Linked DNA regions of Mus musculus: region 1 is linked to region 2. Evidence: chromatin contacts called from public Hi-C data. All regions are on one chromosome and are shown on one strand. Each heading gives the region's core, a stretch centred on a gene start, on an enhancer-like site or on the middle of the called end of the contact. The rest is flanking DNA. Distances are from core to core; before and after follow the strand shown.

Region 1 (6,085 bases), core at 1,935-4,434, 170 kb before region 2:
ATGGAACACAGGTAACTCAAGGACATGGGACTTCCTTGTGACTCTGCTCTAGCCAGTGCAAATTGGCAGCTCAATGCTTGGTATTATATACAATATGCCATGCAAGGAACAAGAGTTCAAATTAGTGAGAACAGTTTGTGAGAAAAGCAGTCAATGGGTTTGAGAGGGAGGGAGAGAGAGAGAGAGAGAGAGAGAGAGAGAGAGAGAGAGAGAGAGAGAGAGAGAGAGAGAGAGAGAGAAACTTGAGACTGGGGATGGATTTTAATTTATATTATATTTAAAGGCATTGCAGGCAGCAGGTGTAGAATTATCACCAAGGAAGAAGTAGAAAAATAGATGCTCATTTACAGAGAGACAAGAAAACCAGTTCAAGCAGAGTAGTAACCCTCAGCAAAGAAAGCTTAGTAAAAGAATTCTGAGGTTAAACTCTCTGACCTCTATTTTATAGACAGTGGGGATAACATAACCAAACAAGTAAAAACTTGGAATTATACAGAGCACATTAGGTTGAGGAAGGAGAGGTAGACAGAGATTGAAAGAGGTTGAATCATTATGCTCTCTCAGAATTTCAGAAGTCTTTTAGAGGAAAATATGAAACCCAAATGAGGAGGAAGCTGGAATGAAACATGATCACCTAAACTTGCCTCCTCTCAACTCTGCTTAAAGGGACAAGGACTTCTCCAGTTGTGTCAGACTCTGACCTACTATCACTAGACACTAATCAGTAGAAATGTAAACATCTCAAACAACACCCCCAAAACCCAAAACCCAAAACCCAAAACCCAAAAACCAAAAACCAAAAACCAAAACCAACCAAACAAGCAAAAGACAAAGAAAACAAGTACCTACTCCAGGATGTCACTAATTCATACAAATGAAAGTCTAGTTTGCTAAAATTTTGCATTTGCATAGCACAATGAATCCCAAAATCCTTTCTACTGATCTACTTGGTAATAGAGTCTGGATCCATTTGGCTGTGACTACTGGTTATACCAGCATGGCTTATCAGCATTCCAGCTACAAACCCCTACTCGTTCTTATAGAAATCCACTCACGTTTCTTCTCTTCTTTGATTCAACAATGCTTTTTCTAACTAGTGTAGAAGCCAGATTCAGGTGGAACCTGGAAACCTGACCCTGGCCTTGTGTCTCTGATGTCTTCCCTAATAAAAAATGTCCCATGGACCTAGTTGACAGACCCACGTGTCTGGTGGACTTCAGAACCATGCAGAGTGAAGATCATCTCTATCTAGATTAGTTTGTGTGTGAGGATTATGGGTAGACTGTTTTGGGCAAGGACATGAAGAGAAATGCAGAAGATAGTAGTCCGGTGAGATACATTTCTCAGTGTTCAGCCCATGACCAGAAAGACACAGGAAATGCCTTCTGGTATCTACATCTGAGGATCCTTGCCCTCCACCTCTTCAACCAGAAGACCGTGGCAGGACAGAATGAAGGATGTAGAAACAGACAAACATTTGTTTCACTTTCCTTCCTCCTGGAATAGAAAGAGCACTGCCCTACATCTGTCTGGTGTTGTGCCACATGTAGGGTGACATCTAACTGTAGCCTACTTCATTCCCGGAGGCATCAAAGTCCCACACAATCTTCAAATGTTCCCTTATCTCCAACTACTTTAATTCCTCCCTCATCTTTACCCAGTGCAGGTTAAAGTATGTCTCCTTGTAATTCTCATATTAAACCACACCTTTATGGTAGCTTAGGGTGTGATTTAGAAATTGGGTCATTGCAGATGCAATTAATAATGGCAAAGCACACTGCAATCCCCAGCAGGCCCCTAACCTCATGTGATTGGCCTTAAGAAAAGGGTGGATGCAGAGAAAGATGAATACAGGAGAAAGACATTCATCCAGGTAGGATGAAAGTAGAGATCTGAGTGGTGCTTTGACAAGTCAAGGAATACCTAGTGGAACCAACAAGAAGAGAGCACCAAGAAGACACATCAAAAGCCATTCAACAAGCATACAGAGGATTCCTCCTCATCACTTCCAAGTGAAGCTTCCTGTACTGATACCTGTAGTGCCCAGAACTTCAACACAACGAATTCAACTGTTTACATCACACCATTCCTGTCATTTGTTATGGTGGCCCTAAGAATTCAAAACGTACTCTCCAATCTAATCATATCTTGTGACATGCTGATTTGGATAAATAGAGGATAAAGGTTGCTATTTCAGAACAGCTATTGGTGGAGGCCAAGTGGACACTCCCCTTTACTTTAACTCACCATCTCCAAACAGCTGCAGGATAGCAAGGTCCACCTGGCGTTTCCAACCAGAGTCTTTTTGGATAGCAATGCCATAGCCCGTAGAAGCAAAGACCTTGCCACTGCCAATGGTCACCAGCTTGCAGCCTTCGTCTCTTCCAGCCATGTAGTTGAGCACGGCTGCATCGTAGATGAATGCATCAAGTTTCCTGCACAAGAAAGAAGCGAACCAACATATACTAAGGAGGAAATTACACAACAGTACTACCTACTGGGGCATTAGTCTGAAGTGGTAGGGTTGCAGAAGCTATGTGGAGGACTGGCTCACAGTAAGGCTCAAGTTGGACTATTGTCAGAGTCTAAAGCCTGCATCCCAGGCTGCCCTTGATGGGACTTCAGGTTGAAAGGAGTTGTTTCTTTTATTCCCCCCTCCCACCAGGAGTGATAAGAATGTAAGTTGGGCCTGAGGCCAACTCATAAGCTGTGTCTGAAAAGGAGAAGGAGTAAAAAGGAATCAATAAAAATAATAACAGAAATAATGAAAAGTAAGCACCGCAGTGATAACAAATAGCACGGGTAAGAGTTATATAACATTTTTCATTTCTCAGTTCATTACAGTCCAGAGTGGGGGAAAGTGTAGGTGTATATGTTTCAGTAGATATGTGGCTATTTTGGTGGTCAGAAAGAATTCAGCATTCTCTTGTGCTGTGTGACTCTGCTTTGAGGGGCCAGGCTGGTGGCAAGCTCGTGTGAGAGCACATTCACAGCACTGCAAGAAGGTAGCATTCAGAAGGACCAAGGACTTTCAGATTCCTAAGCCTACATGCACATTGCGTGAAACATTGAGCTTTGCAAAGAAGGGATGCACCAAGAAAAGATGGGGTGGGCTAAGAGCGAGGCGGCATGCACCAATCACTGTTTCCAAACGTTTCCACACCGAAAGGCTGAGGGAGCAGTTCAGATAAAGCCATGCAAGTGACAGGCATGAAAGTGAGCAGGGCATGCAAGCCTGCACAACAGTTACAGGCTAGGCATCTTTGTCACTCCTCAAGAAAAAGGGAAACAAACAAACAAACAAACAAACAAACAAGCCCACAAGCCCTTTTTGATATGACTAGCAACAGGCAATTTCACAAAATGCATCCTATAAAATGCAGGTTGGTGGCATGCCCAAACACCAAGCATCCGGTATAATTGAGAACTATGCGGATCCCGTAGTTTGGACTATCCAGAGCACTCCTACCCTAACCTCAGATCCTGTCTTCTGAAACCTGTTGTGATTTTGTTCAGAACAGTGAGATTGAATGCCTCCACATTCTAAATGGCCATAAATCTAGGTGGTACTTGGGAACCTTAAGACGCAAAGGTGGCCAGAGGAGGTCCACGGTCACCATAGGAGAGAGGGAAACAGCTGTATGACCCATTGGCCTCCAAATTTCGACATTTACAGTGCTCAAGTGCTGGCCATTCTTCATAGCTTTCACTTTCTCCAACTAAAGGACAAGTGTGCCCAAATCGCTGCATTAACAGCTTGTGAACAAATACACTCTGGGTACAGAGAATGGCTATCAGGAGTGACAATCAAAGCTGAAATTGGGGATCAATCAACACATTTCTACTTGTTGCCGTCTACAAATTTTGCACACTTCCTGTTTCATTTCTCCCTAGACACCGGAACTGTCTATTACACCTCTTAGACTACAGCTCATGTGTAACAGATATGCGCTCTCTCCTTGACGCTTCCTTTTTAGTTTTTGATCTGTTTCTTTTCCACTCCATGCCCACATTCATGCAAGCAGAAAACAATTTGCAGGATGGTATATAGAAGCAAGTAACATCATAAGAACTCTTGTACAAGGGTTGGAATAATGCCATCAAATTTGACTTGGAAACAGTCTTTTGATTTAATGAGTATGGTTCAAGTTCAAACTGTGTCCAGTGGATGTGAGAGGTGTATCACTCTGAGCTTGGAGGCCGTTCTTACCCTGTTTTCAGGGAGAGCAAGGCATCATCTACACCCCTTTGGTTGAACTTTCCCATGTAGGCATGCATTTCTGCATAGTTATTACGGATATTCCTCTCTGTGCTGCCATTGGGCACAGTCCCAAAGCGGAAAGGGGGTGAGAAGTCATTAGGTCTCTGGAACTGGAGAGAGAAAGAAAGACAGAGAGAGAGAGACAGAGACAGAATAAAGAAGAAATGCTTTAGAAAAATGTGAAGAGACATTAAGTCAGCATTAGTGAGTTTATAATGGAAAGGAACCGACTATAATTCACCAAACACATTAGCCCTCACTCAGGAGCAGTAATTGCCTTCTGGAAGTGGACTTCAGTTCAACTCAATTTAATACGTATTGTTGAGAGATTTCTATTTGCCCAGTCCCGAGTTTAATCTGTAACCCTGTGTGTTCCTTCTATGCATCCGACACAATACCAGTGATGATGGGCCTGAAAGTGGCATGATATAGTTTGTGGTACATTAGTCACTTTTATTTCCAAAAATTGTCTAAAATCTGCACTCAGGCCTCTTAATTCAGAGGCCCAATCACATTGTCCTTCTACAATTAAGGTCACACAGCATGTCAGTCATGGAAATAATGTTTGAATATTGAATATATTTTGCTAAGAAATTTTCTTTTGACCTTCAAAGCACTCAAAATTCTGTTGATCCTAAACCAGCTATTGGATAATTCACATGTTATTTTAGCTATGTTCCCTGCTTGCTTAAACACTGAGAGTGTCTCTCCAGTGCCTAGCACTAGAATTTAAATTCCTTGGATCCTGTCTCTATGACATCAGCGTTATTCATAGCTATTACCCTTCAATGAGTTGGGTCTTAATGATGCTTCCAGAGCACACAATTTGACCATTTGGATTTTCACAGCCTCACCAAATTCATCTCTTTAATACACACTCACCCTTCTCTTTGGGCCAACTCAGTTTCTTCATTTTAAAATATAGCTCAAAGCAACGGCTTTGGGGAACCTCCTGTGAATTCTCCCTTCTATCAAGTTGGCCCAAAATGATCCCTCAGTACTTGTTATTCTGGTTTAGAGTCCTAGATTGATTCTATAAATTCAGCGACTCCCTATGTCTACTGACTAAGTACCGAGAACTAGACCTTCATGCGGTCATTAATAGTTTAAGCTTGAGATTAAAACAGATATGATGACCAACTCTGCCACTTACTACTTAATGACTGTGTTCCTTGACAGAAAAGATGTACCTCTTCTTCCTCCATAATAAGGAGTTGATGATGCCCAGTTTTCAAGAATGTAAAATAAGTACTTGGCACAGCACCTGATAGATACACCATAGGGTTGCCTGACACAAACCAGGTCACTGGGTTAGAGGGTTTTCAACTGAGAAAATGCCTGGAGCAGACTGAACTGTAGGCGAATCTCTAAGGCATTTTCTTGATTAATGATTGATATGGGAGGGCCCAGTCTACTATACTAGGTGGTCCTGGATTTATCAAAAAATCAGGCTTGAACAAGAAATGGAGAGCAAGACAGGAAGCAGCACTTCGTCGTCATGATTTTTGCTTCAGTCCCTGCCTGCTTGAGTTCTTACCTTTGCTTCCCTCATTGATGGACTGTGATTGGTACATGGAATGCAATAGCCCCTTCCCCCCATATTCCCTTTGGGTCTGGCCTTTATCACAGCAACAGAAAGCACACTAAGACAGATGCTCAGTGATTGGTCCCATATTGTTCTAAATCCATGTTCATATTAGTTTTGTTTTGCTGATAAAACAGCAGGCTACCTAATGTTCTTGTCCTGTAAGTATATCTAAGATGACACAGAATATGGGCATAAAGCTGTCCCTTGGCATAGAGGGGACACTGCAGGTGTTTAAA
Region 2 (5,358 bases), core at 1,779-4,278:
GTATCCTGTCAAATTCTTTTCTTTTTTATACACATATTCCCAGTTGCTTACTAATAGCCAGATGACTGATTTCGACAGCTGCTTCAGCCAACTAAGTAGGCTTCCTGCTCACAGCTCAGAAGGAATGGAAGCCACAAGGATCTCTCTCTCTCTCTCTCTCTCTCTCTCTCTCTCTCTCTCTCTCTCTCTCTGTGTGTGTGTGTGTGTGTCTGTCTGTCTGTCTGTCTGTCTCTGTCTGTCTGTCTCTTAAATTTCTGGAAATAAATAACTTTGGCCAGAAGCGTGTGTCACTTCCGGAACTGACAGACCAGCAGACTAAGCATGTATGACCTTTACACAAGACCCAGAAGACCTGGGAGGCTGACTTGAATGCAGTGTTTCCTGTCATTTTCCACTTTCGAATCTTACCTTCGCGGTAGAAAAAAGAGCATTCCCCAGCCCTGCCAGCCCTTAGACACATACCCATCATGGTCCACCGCACAGAGAGAAGAGAGAGGCCAGGTGAGCTCTCTTTAAGTTGATACTCAAATACAGGTCCAGGTTTCCAGTGGCATTTCTGAGTTACCCCCTTTGACTGAACGTGCAAATATAGATAGATGGGGGTAACTGGGAGATGCTCTGGGCAGGTTAACTATCATGTCTTTGCTACTTCCTGCATGATTCATATAATACCAGCACCAAATGGCTAGCATAGCATGAGGCTCAGATCACATCAGGCAGGAGGACCAGAGCACCAGCCAGGGAAGGGAAGTGTAAAGAGCTAGGGGCATTAAAGAATGGTCACAGGCCCTAAGCTACTAAATCCATGAGTCTATACTGGTCTGAGAGTGTAGTGTGGTTGCTATCTGTCTTTCAACCATCTGTGACTTCCAGTGAAAACCTTGGGTGTGTGTGGATATAAAATCCAGAAACGCTTATAATGCCAAATGCATAATTCTGCTTGCAGAGCCTGCCATTAAGTCGTGTGTAAAATAAGAATTCGACTGTCTGCCTGTGTAAGATATTTTTCTATCAAACCTCAAGAAGCCAGATGAATATTAGAATATGCTACACAAGAAATGCCTGGCTGGTTCCAAAAGGAGAGCAAGCACTGTAAAGCAATTAATAAATGCTATTTACGAGCGGTGATTAGCTCTTTTCTTGTGTTGCGTTATTGGTGAGGGGATGTAGGAAAACTCATATAGCCACTCTGTTGGAATCTCGATTTGAAAGGGAACAAGAACCCTAGATTCCCACCCCTTCTACTCATTCCACAAAGCCTAAATCTTACAAACGTAAGGATCAGATGCAAAACTTCTGCTTGTGAGGGAGACGCCTGGGTACGTGGAAGTCTGGCTAAAACCAATGGCAACGATCACCTAATGATGCCCCTGTGGTAAGTGCGCCTGGTGGCTCTGCCCTGGTTCTCTCCTACAAATCACAGGGAACTAACAAGAACAACGCAGCACTTTTTTTTCCTTTGTCTTCTTATTTCTTTGGCGAAACATAGCATCTCCCCCCAAGTCTTTAATCAGACAGTTGGCACTCGTCTGTTCTGCAAATGCAATATTCCTTAATTGTGTTTCTTAATACAATTACAGAGCTGTGCTTTGGCCGCGCTGGCTCACAGAACCGTGCCAAGATCGAGCCCAGTCAGAGCCACAAAAGTTTAAATGCCACACGTTACAGAAGTGCCTACCAGCCCCTGCCACCGTAGGATCAGAACCAATGAAACTAACTGCTCAAAAGGCAGAGGCAGCAGGGAGAGGTAGAAGGTGGACATCTCACTCTCTGCACTGTGGTACTCACCCACTGCTCCTCACTCTAAATACTATTTTCTCTTTCTTGCATTTCAGTCTACAATTCCATTAAATATAATAACAGCGTAGAAATACAAAGAACATCTTTTTTTTTTTTCAGCACGAAAAAACTTTCATTTTAAAGCCCACTGTGTGCTCCAAAAATTTAGCAATGCATCAATTTCTCATCGGGGCCAGGGCACACATGGTACTGGAAGCTTTAAAGTTCAGTGTCTTTTCTCTGTATATGGGTTGAACTAAAGACTCCTTAAAGCCAACCCATTCCGATGCTTCTGTTGCCAACCATGCTGATAGAAACTCATCTCTCTGCATAAAATAGACCCACAAATGTCAGCTGAAGGAACGGGATGCACGAGAGAATCAGGATTTCTTCTCATGCGATAAATGTTCACAGCTTGTACCCTTTCCAGAATTTGAGGTTCCCAACACCAGCAACAATTACAGTTTTTGGATTGACCTTCAGGAGGGAAGCAAAGGAAGGGATTCTTTCATGAACACCAGGTTTAAAATCCATTTAAAATGTCATTCTACCCTGTTCTGTTCATCTGGGCCACACAAATGACAGCAGAGTGGTTCTAAGCCCCTGGCTGCTGGAATCAACCTCCAAGCCCTGATACACATCGTTTCTGACTGAGCCTGTACCCCTTTCTGGTCCTTCGGAGTTAGAATTTGCGTTAGGTCAGGCCCGGGTTCTGGACAGACTCTCATCAGTTTTCCTGAACTCTTCCATGCAATTGGCAACAAGAAACTGAGGATTCAAAACACAGGGAGGGGAAAACGGCAAAGACAGCAGGCAAGGAAGCCAGCTTGTCAACACTTCCCCGAGGCTGTTGACTCATTACCAGGTGATAACATTTTGAAAGACTCCTCTAGCTGGAAAACTAAGAACGCTAGCTGCTGATCACAGCAAATCTCCCTTGCTTAGTGTACAGTAATGCCACCGCTCCCTCAACCACCAGCACCCCACATTATCCTACTAAGAGTTGTGGGTTGCAAATCCCCCGCCAACTGCCCCTTCCCACTTTGTAGCATACAGTAGGCATCGGCCCATTATCATGACTACGAGGACAGATCTGCTAAAAGCTGATCCCCTAGAGTCCACTCAAAACATCCCAGTATTCCACTTGCCCCTTGCGGGTTAGTTTGGGGACTGGGCAGAACCGGGGAAGGAAACGCTTCCCTAAGGATTGTGCCGCCGCTAGAGGCCGCTCTGAGCCAGATTCTCGCCTAAATCTGCTCTGAAGGGAAATCGCATCAGAGGGAAGAGGCAGCACTGAGTAGCACCGGGAGTCATGGCAACACCATGGCTCCTATTTTTAAACTTGTGGGTGAGTGAGCACACCAAGTGTGCGTGTATGTGCGTGGGGGGAGGGATTGGGGCGCATCTCAGAGGAATATCCTCCCATATGCTTTTGAGTTTTCAGGGGTGAATAATCTGTGTCCAGAAGGTCATCGAATTAAATTGGAACTTGGGATGGAAGAATGTGTTCTTTCCTTAACTTCACTACCTTGGTCTCAATCACAAAAGATCCTTTAGGTCCTAAAGGCACACCTAAATTCCTGATAGCTCCAGCCAGCGTCCTCTTTAATGCTGATCTTTGTTCCTTCCGCGTGCTTTGCCAGCCTCTTGGGTGATTCACTTTGTGTTGCTAGAAGAGTAAGAAGTCTAAGACTGCAAATTAAAGGGATCTTTTTGCGGATGCCCCACTCCTCCTGAGGCCAATCAAAGTGCATGCTGGGTAGCATTTGCATCGTCCAGAACCTTGAACAAGCCTCAGTATAGAAAAAAGGGTGCAGACACCCACTGCCTATGTTATCAATTAAACCAAGTGCAAATGGCATCTAAAATGCAGAAAACTGGCCCAGGTTGGTTCAGCCCGTTTCTTCCCCAGCAGCACTCCCCCACCTCTGTTTCCTTCTGGTCTGCTCTCCGGCAGTGTGTATGCTTTGAACAAGTCCAAACTTATCTAACCTGTCAAAAATGAACGGTGGCCCTGGAGAACATCTGTAAATCAAGACAGAGGTCAAGGTCTTGCTTTTGTCTTAACACATGTCCAACGACAATATTTTCAATGTTCCTCTGACCTTTCTGAGTGCCAACAGACTCTAGAACAGAATGTTTGCCTCCTCCTCTATAGGAGGAATTGCATCGGCCACCTCTATGTAAATGCCAAATGCCGGGACCACGTAGCCATAAAGGCATCTCTTATAGGAGGATTTAATTGAAGACTGTCTGAGAGACCAAGGATTTTTGAAGTAGACAATGCCAGCCAATCAGGAACTGTTGTTTAGAAAAACTGCTCTCTTGGAACCAGTGGAGCATAGGTGGAGGGTATTAAAGGAGCTTGCAGCCGTGCTCAGACGAGTTTGCCACTGCACTTCTTACCTGCTCCCAGAGTCTGTGTCATTTACTCTGTGCCACCTCACCTCCAACCCCAAGGACGGGGAGGGTCAGCAGCCAGTAGTCCAGGGCACAGGCAACACTCTTTCATCACAAGATTCTCAGGTGTGGAGTGATTGGGTATGCTTTTCCATGTATGAGATAAAGAACTTGGGAGCATACAGCCAGAGTAAGAAAGAAACATCATCCTTTCTTGTGTGAAAAGAAAGGGGCCCAGAGCATCATAGCAAAGTGAACCTAGATACAAAGTGGTGTCCCCTGGGATCAATGTAGATGTCTTTAAAACACATTTATTGGATGTTGCCCTCAGGCTCCCTCTGGGTTTCTCATGGTCGAGCAGAGGCTAGTGCACATATGTGTGCAGTGCGTCTTTATTTGTGTATGTATGTATATTTATTTGTATGTGTGTGCACCTGTGTTCATTTGTGTGAGTATATGTTTGTGCATGTGTGGGGGTGTGTTCATTTACTGAGTGTGGGCACATACACACAGAGATCAGAGAATATTCTTGGTTGTCAGCTCTCACCACCTTGCTTGAGGCATAGTCTCTTGTTCCCTGCTATATATGTCAGGATAGCTGGCCTGAGATTTTCCAGGGGTTCCCCTGGGTCCACCTTTTATCCCAACAAAGGAATGCTGGAATTACAGACCCCCACTGCCACTCCCAGCCTTGTGTGAGTTATCGGTACTGCAAGTACTTTACACACCAAACCACCTGCCCAGCCTAAGGAAGAAATTCTTGATTCTGAGCCACTCTGTCCTGCGAGTTAATGCTATGATCTTCACAATCAAAGTCCTTCACATTTGAGTCAGTACTGAGGGAAAGGAAGTGGTCCAAGGTGGGTCGACATCCGGGGGCCCACTGCCTCTGAGATTTGTACAGTGTGGGCTGGAAATGGGATCCCACCTGCAAGTCAAATGTAAATGTAACCCACTCTGTTTGAACTCCATTTTTCTAACCTGAGAAAATACGGAGGCAATAATGCTCTAGGCTATACTCTCCAGATTAAATGATGCTGCACAGAACACTTGGCACATAGTAGTCATTCAATAACCCTTAAAAAAATAATTTTACTAAATTGCTGAAGCTTAGTGTTTTCAAGTCCCAAGCCTCCTTTTTTTTGTTCCTGATTATAGGAAGTCTTTTAATGGAAATTT

The links. Hi-C and Micro-C count contacts between places; a contact is called where the count stands out from the background.
Region 1: a contact with region 2 is called in a Hi-C map of cerebral cortex, with 1.7 times the contacts expected there. The contact joins two enhancer-like sites. A contact is called at or near these places in 9 of 39 promoter capture datasets (the 3T3-L1 cell line, the HPC-7 cell line, embryonic stem cells and 6 more) and 2 of 484 Hi-C or Micro-C datasets (cerebral cortex and frontal cortex).

The regions. Positions count from the first base shown.
Region 1 is chr6:135,736,712-135,742,796 of GRCm38.p6, forward strand. Grin2b (glutamate receptor, ionotropic, NMDA2B (epsilon 2)) reads right to left here. Exons shown (of 15, transcript NM_001363750.1): 12 at 4,211-4,371; 13 at 2,248-2,435. The region is part of intron 1 of Gm14329 (a long non-coding RNA gene); the gene reads left to right. Among named protein-coding and RNA genes, the nearest start is that of Gm14329, 6.9 kb to the left of the region's middle. Within about 2 kb of position 3,185, at least 4 of the 459 cell types and tissues checked have an H3K27ac peak or open chromatin away from gene starts, as enhancers often do. A contact at or near this core is called in cerebral cortex, where this site is marked.
Region 2 is chr6:135,904,698-135,910,055 of GRCm38.p6, forward strand. The region is part of intron 5 of Grin2b (glutamate receptor, ionotropic, NMDA2B (epsilon 2)); the gene reads right to left. Among named protein-coding and RNA genes, the nearest start is that of Gm14330, 55 kb to the left of the region's middle. Within about 2 kb of position 3,029, at least 37 of the 459 cell types and tissues checked have an H3K27ac peak or open chromatin away from gene starts, as enhancers often do. A contact at or near this core is called in cerebral cortex, where this site is marked.